Linked DNA regions of Drosophila melanogaster: region 1 is linked to region 2. Evidence: chromatin contacts called from public Hi-C data. All regions are on one chromosome and are shown on one strand. Each heading gives the region's core, a stretch centred on a gene start, on an enhancer-like site or on the middle of the called end of the contact. The rest is flanking DNA. Distances are from core to core; before and after follow the strand shown. Region 1 holds the start of AstA-R2 (Allatostatin A receptor 2). Region 2 holds the start of CG34353.

Region 1 (3,223 bases), core at 291-2,790, 840 kb after region 2:
TTGTGCGGGGTCTTCGCTTTCTGGATTACGATCTGGCAGAAGGCAGACCATCTATCTAGGTATCTATAGCTACATTAGAACCAGGCAGTCGGCACCATTGACGTGCAGCGAGAGGAATCTAACGAGGTGACGATGATGGAAAGCAATAAATTTGCCTGGCCCGTGTTCTTCACAGCAAATTCAGGCACAGCAGGCCCACTTATAGCATTCTACCCACTCCTCCCACTCTTCCACTCCCACTTACCACCACGTCGTGGGTGAAGGCCACTGGCACCGAAACGACCAGCACCACGATCCACAGAGTCACGATGGCAATCAGGGTAATGTTCTCCGTCCTCATCATCCGCGAGCGAATGGGATGAACCACCGCCAGGAACCGATCGATGGACATCAGCACCAGCGTGTAAATGGAGGCGAAGGCGGTCACCACAATCAGGTACTGGACACTGCGGCACCAGAACCTTCCATATGGCCAGTAGTACACCATGTAATCGGTGGCCGTGAAGGGAATGCAGAGGATTACGAACATCAGATCAGCGGCAGCCAGATTGACAATCATCAGGTTGGTGGTGGAGCGCATGTTGTTGTTGAAGACCACCACCAGGATGACCAGCAGGTTGCCGAAGAATCCCGTGATGGCGATGACGCCGAAGAAGAATCCCACTATCCACGGCAAAGTGCCATTGATGGCCAGCCACTCTTCGTCGGTGAAGAATGAGGTGATATTCTCCTCATTTCTGGTTGCATTTAGGCTAATATTAGCCAGCATTGTGGTGTTCTCCATGTTTTCTCAGCTTTAGTGCACAACTTTCCGGTTCACTTTGTACTGGCTATTGGCGATTTCGCTTGATTGTCACGGGACATTTTCAATTTTGGGCTCTTTTTCGCTCACAGTTCATCGAACGCAAATAACAAATTTCCAATTAGGAGAGTTTCACAAAGCAGCCGCCACAAAAATTCAATTATCATGCGGAATACTACGACCGTTGAGCTTCGGAGACCTCAAAAACGTTTCGCATACGCCGTGTGGTATCGAACTCGACCGGAATTGTTCGCAACGTGGCGGGGGCAAAAGCAATTTGGTCCTTCCACGATAACGGTAATTGTAGGTGGGTAGCACAGGTAAGACAACAATAAAGGACAGCACACAAGGATCACGGTGAGGCGAAAGGCAAGAGAGTGAGTTTAAAGGTGAGGGCACGTGCAAACGACACCGACACAGCCAAACTGTGCCGAGTCACACCCTGACGACAAGGACACCGGGGTGTCCTTAGGTTCGAGGACCACGTTGCTGCACCTACACCATAAATTCAATATGATGTCTTCCTTTCGCTGCGTTTCTGTTTACATTTCTCGTTTGCTTTTTTATTGACAAACGAACGGCATAAATTTTGGGGCTATAAGGCTATGGCCAAAAAACCACGTTCCTATTGTTGCTACCGACTGCTGCGCCGCGGTACGCTATATATTTTCGATTTTATACTGCTGCTTTTGGCCAATTCGATAGTCCACACTGCTCGCGTCCGTATCCAGCGCCCAACTGATTGCTGGCTGAGCTTGTTGAGGAATACTTCGATGCCTCGGCGGCGGCAAAACGCCGGCAGCGACGCCAGCCATCCCAGCAAGAATAATGGCAACAATAGCAACAACCAGCGCAGCTGGCATCTGTGCGTGTGATGGTTTTGGGTGGCCGCCGGAGCCACCTCTTCCTCCTCATCCTCCTCATCCGATCCCAATCCCCATCAGCTGGGCTGGAATGTTTGCTCTTGTTGCTCCCACCGCTAAACTGCTGAACTGCTCGCCCAGTTGAATGGGCAACGCGCCACAGCAATTGTCGGGGCAATCACTACTTGTCCTGGGTCTGCGCCCGCTGTCTTCCATTGTCCTGCACAGCTGGATGTCCTGGCTGATGTCGTCAGCCTCGTCGGCTGCACAGTTGGTGTCGTCTCTGCTCTGCCGCGCTTAGTACATTGCTTAATTTCTCTGATTAACTGCTGGCAGAGGTGGAAAAAAAAAAAACAAAAAACAAAAAAATTGGCACGCGTTCATGCCCACGCCCCCCATTGTACACCGAAAAAAATGGATATGATATGATGTCATGTCTTCTACTTATTACATTCAGTCGATGATGAATTCTATTTACTAGTTATATATATCAACACGGTTATTAAAGATAAATACTTTACATATATTAAAGTATGTTTTTCATATATTCAAGCATGCAGACCAGAGGCGAACTTAAGCTCTCTGCTTTTTATACGTGCCAGTCAGATGGGATCCACTGGTTTAACACCTTTGGTCGCCGGGGATGGCTTGTCACAACATTATATAACCGCAGCCGGCAGATATCCGAGCTCGGTCTTGGTCTAGGTTAAGTCCTCGCCTCATTTACATGCTTTTTACTGCCGCTGCCAACGCAATGCTCACCTGTCACCTGCAGACGTCGACGTCGGCAGCGAAGTCGGCTGCTGCGTCAGCGGCAGCTGTGGCCCCCATCAAACCTGCGGCGGGCTGTCCCGTCGCCTGGCATTTCTGGCTGATGTGAGTGTAGGTGGGGTTGGGAGGTGGGGTGTGAGGTGTGGGGCTATGGCTCAATGCACCCCTGACGAGGACGTCGCCAGCCTGATGAGATTAAATGCGAATTAAGCACCACGAACAACAAACAACGGCTAAAAAAATAAATCAAGAAATCGCCCGGCGACAATGGCCGAGGCAAGCAGCAAAAGGCGGCATTATGTTTATTTAATGTGCAGCACTGCGGACTTAATGAAGTCTTTAATTCTTAATGCAGCTTCATTGCCTATTTAAATGGCCGACAGTGGCGGTGAATTGGTAGAATTTTCAAGTCGAAGACCGATGCCGCCAGCCAACTTTCCAAATTTCATTGCATACTTTGCGGCTGCCATAAAAAAATAGACCGGAAATAAAAATAACATTTCACAGTCTAGCACATGGCATGACTGTGTGTTCCTTTAACAAATTCATTTACAACAGCATATTTTAACAAGTAACATTGCTTAAGAAATGCGCTTAAAATGATCGGTAAAGGATATGTGTATGTACTTATAAATAATTTTGCAAAGTAAAGTTTACATAAATCAGGTTCACCAACCATTTCCACGAATACCCATCACCTTGAAGAACAACTTTCGCAGCGTTTTAACTAAAATGGAAAGCATTATTCCAGGCGCACACTTAAATTAGCATCTAAATAAACGACTAC
Region 2 (3,279 bases), core at 218-2,717:
TGGCATATTATGCGAGTAAACGAACTGTGATTGTCACATCGAGAGATTTGGTTTTCCTTTTGGATTTATGCCATTTCAATCAGATCCGCTCGGTGTTTTTGCAACTGGCGCATAATTGTTTTCTATATAAACTGCATTTTTACAATGTTTCAAACCTTTTGCAATTTGCAATTGGCCATGGCCAAAGCCTATGGCAAAACGGCGATTTATGGGTGGAAAAAATGATAAACTGGCAAACAAAACGAAATAAAATAGAATTCTCGCAGCCAATTGAAGTGCGAAAACACATCATACATATTTTTAATTAATTGTTAAAAAATACAAACAATAAAGCAGCGACAAGGAATACAAGCAAACAAAAAAAAAGGCAATCGTATAGCTTTATTTTATATTAATTATGCAGCTGAATGATTGCAGCACAGGCATTTAAAATGCAGCCAGAGCGGCGAAACAAAAACAATGACTCCAATTAAATTGTGCAATTGCCTTATTTTTCTTAATGCCACTCGTCAATGCAGCGCTCTATGTATGCGGATGTGCATATGAATAATTGTATTAAGGATGACTCCACTTTCAACAGGTGAAGGGGACTTACCTCGCACCAAAATTTCCGGATTATTGTTTCCTGTCGGATTTTTGGCTCTTTTAGCCTGACTAAGCACTTTGACCCGATTGTTTATTTGCCTTTCCTCGCTTTATTAATGGCTGTGTTTTGGCTTGGCACACACACCGTCTATGGCGTTTGCTTATGTTTGGGGATCACTGGAGCACGGGATATGTCACTTTAGTATGCCCAGCGATGCTGCACCGCCTGGGAGTCCTAATTTAAAATGCCGCACAATTTTCCGAGTGCAAATATTTAAATATTTAATTTGCCGGCGCTGATTGTTTACGTTTGGTGCCGTTGTTGCGGCTGCTGGTATTTTTCACTCTTAATTTAATTAAAAATCTTCGTCTTGCTGTCGCTTTCGGTTGCGTTGTGGTTAATCACAATTTATGGCAATGTGTATGCGCCAGTTTGATGGTGCTAGAATCTTGCCCAGCGGTGTAGGCCCAACGGTATTTCGCGAGAGAGCGGAAAATTTTTGGCGAAGCGAGAGAGCGCGCGTAGGTGCCAAAAAACGGTAAAGGGACGACGCGAGAGGAGCAGTTTTTATAACCGAAATCCCGAACCGCGATTTGGTTTGCCGGTTTAAAAAGCCCGAAAACTTACGGAAGGTTTGGTTTGGTTTCAGAATGATAGTTGTTTACTTTCACTTTACTAACACTTCTGTTTCAAAGTATTTTAGAGTTGATTTCTCTCTAGCGGTTTCCTCAGTGACTTCAATTCAATTCACTATTAATTATAAAGTACCGCGAGTTCGATTTTCGACTTAAACTTGTGCAGATTCAATTTAAACACCTTTTTTTCGGTGGCAGTGGGACGAGAGCACACAACCGTTTGCTATCGCGTTTCGAATAGGACTGAAGACCGTACGATTCGTTCGTCGTAGGTCGCACGAGTACGGACGAATGGCACGTCGGCAACCACTCGTTGATTCAACAGTTAGCCGAGCGAGCACGACAGGATGGGAAGGGGGGAGTTTACGAACGACCCGCACAATGTAATTGGTATTAGAGCCTCTTCTGGCGCGTGTGGTTGTTGCTGTTGCTCTTTTTGTTTGCTGCCGTTCGACAGCCGCAATCGCAATGAATGTGTGCCACAAGCGAAGAGAAAATTTCTCGCCGCAGAACTAAAGAGAGAATATAGTGGGCGGCTTATGGAACCCATTCGCGGCGAGATAGTAGGAATAGTAGTACTTATGTTCCAGTTTTAAGCATTTGTAAGATATTTTATTTCAGTTTTTAACAAAATGAACTACTTATGTTTAAAATAATAATGCAGGTGTATGCATTTATTTTATAAGTTTTTTTTTCATGCATAGCAATTTTAATATTTATGATATCCTTTAATGTCTTTAACTGTGTTCATTTTAGTTAACCTAATTTTAAATGAGATACCGCTTTCAAATCGCATCTAAGGATACGAAAGCTTAAAGCTTTCTGCAGCTTTACTTTAAGTGGGAAATGTTCTCTTGATAAAAAAGGGATATTTTCTCTTAGCTCGAACTGTTTGGTTAACTATATTTTTATAACTCTAATATTTTAAAGTTTTCTTTAAAGAAAATATAAGAATATTTTTATAATATAAACAAAACCAATTGGCATAAACGAACAATGTTTATCTTTTCATTACTTTGAGCAGCAACCTAGTGTACAAATATGTAGTGTTACATCTGGTAACATCTTCCAAAACCCTCAAAACTTCACCACGCCATGATGTTTATTTTGGACTTCTTGTTTCCCCCAAATATTTGAAAATTCCAAAATTAAGTAAGAAACTCTGCTAATTGACAGCTTTGTGGTGCGTCCTTCTGTCCATCGGAGTTCTGTGTTATTTATAGTTGTTTGCTTTTTTTCTGCTGCTCGTCTCGTTCCATTGGCCATTCTGCCCATTTTGGCCATTTTGGCCATGGACATGAACTTCGACTCGGTTTTGGGCCACATCTTCACGCTTCAAGGCCGACACACACTTGAAATGCGCCCCCAATTCATTTTCTTTTCTTACTTAGGCTCCTCGAGCCAGTTTATTGTTATTTTGGCCATTTCTGTTTTTGTTTTCTGGCAAACTTCTTGTACTGCCATCTGCGAAATGAAGCTTACCGCCCACTAGCCGGCTTCAGAGTGCCAATGGTTACCAGCTCCTTGTTTATCCAGGAGTCGCAGGACTCGCCAGGACTCGCCAGGACTGGCCAGTGTCCAGGCCCAGTTTCCCAGCATCGCCGACAGCCCCAAACTATTTGCCATGCCCCGCTCCCATAATGAATATTTATGAAGATTTAAAAAACATTTTCTTCGCGTCTGTTGTTTTATGATTTGCAAGTGTGCCTTTCGTCCTTTTTTCCTTCTTCCGCCGGAGTGCCGTCAGCTCAATGGCGTGCAAAGTCCTCTGTTTTTCGCCCCAATGACGAGTGCGCCGGAATGCCATCGAGATGTACATTGGACATGTCCCGGGACACGGGACACGGGACATGGACCAGTGGAAAAAGCAAACCACATCCCATGCAACCCACGGGCAAAATCATTCTAAATACGCATCGTGCCATCGCTGCTTTGTCGTTTGTTGTCTCAATCGCTGCAGAGAGCAAAATTGTCAGATATGCACTATAATTTGATTTAGCAAAATAAGAATAAAAACGTATTTTTTAAGTGGAATGTATAAATTGGGAAAAGAGAAAC

The links. Hi-C and Micro-C count contacts between places; a contact is called where the count stands out from the background.
Region 1: a contact with region 2 is called in a Hi-C map of the Kc167 cell line, with 1.7 times the contacts expected there. The contact joins the promoter of AstA-R2 here to the promoter of CG34353 in region 2. A contact is called at or near these places in 13 of 107 Hi-C or Micro-C datasets (the Kc167 cell line, the S2 cell line, the Sg4 cell line and 5 more).

What each region holds. Positions count from the first base shown.
Region 1 is chr3R:28,743,242-28,746,464 of dm6, forward strand. AstA-R2 (Allatostatin A receptor 2) reads right to left here and starts at 1,541. Exons shown (of 4, transcript NM_079820.3): 1 at 245-1,541. The coding sequence starts at 784.
Region 2 is chr3R:27,904,376-27,907,654 of dm6, forward strand. It overlaps CG34353, which reads right to left and starts at 1,468. Exons shown (of 13, transcript NM_001300642.1): 1 at 596-1,468.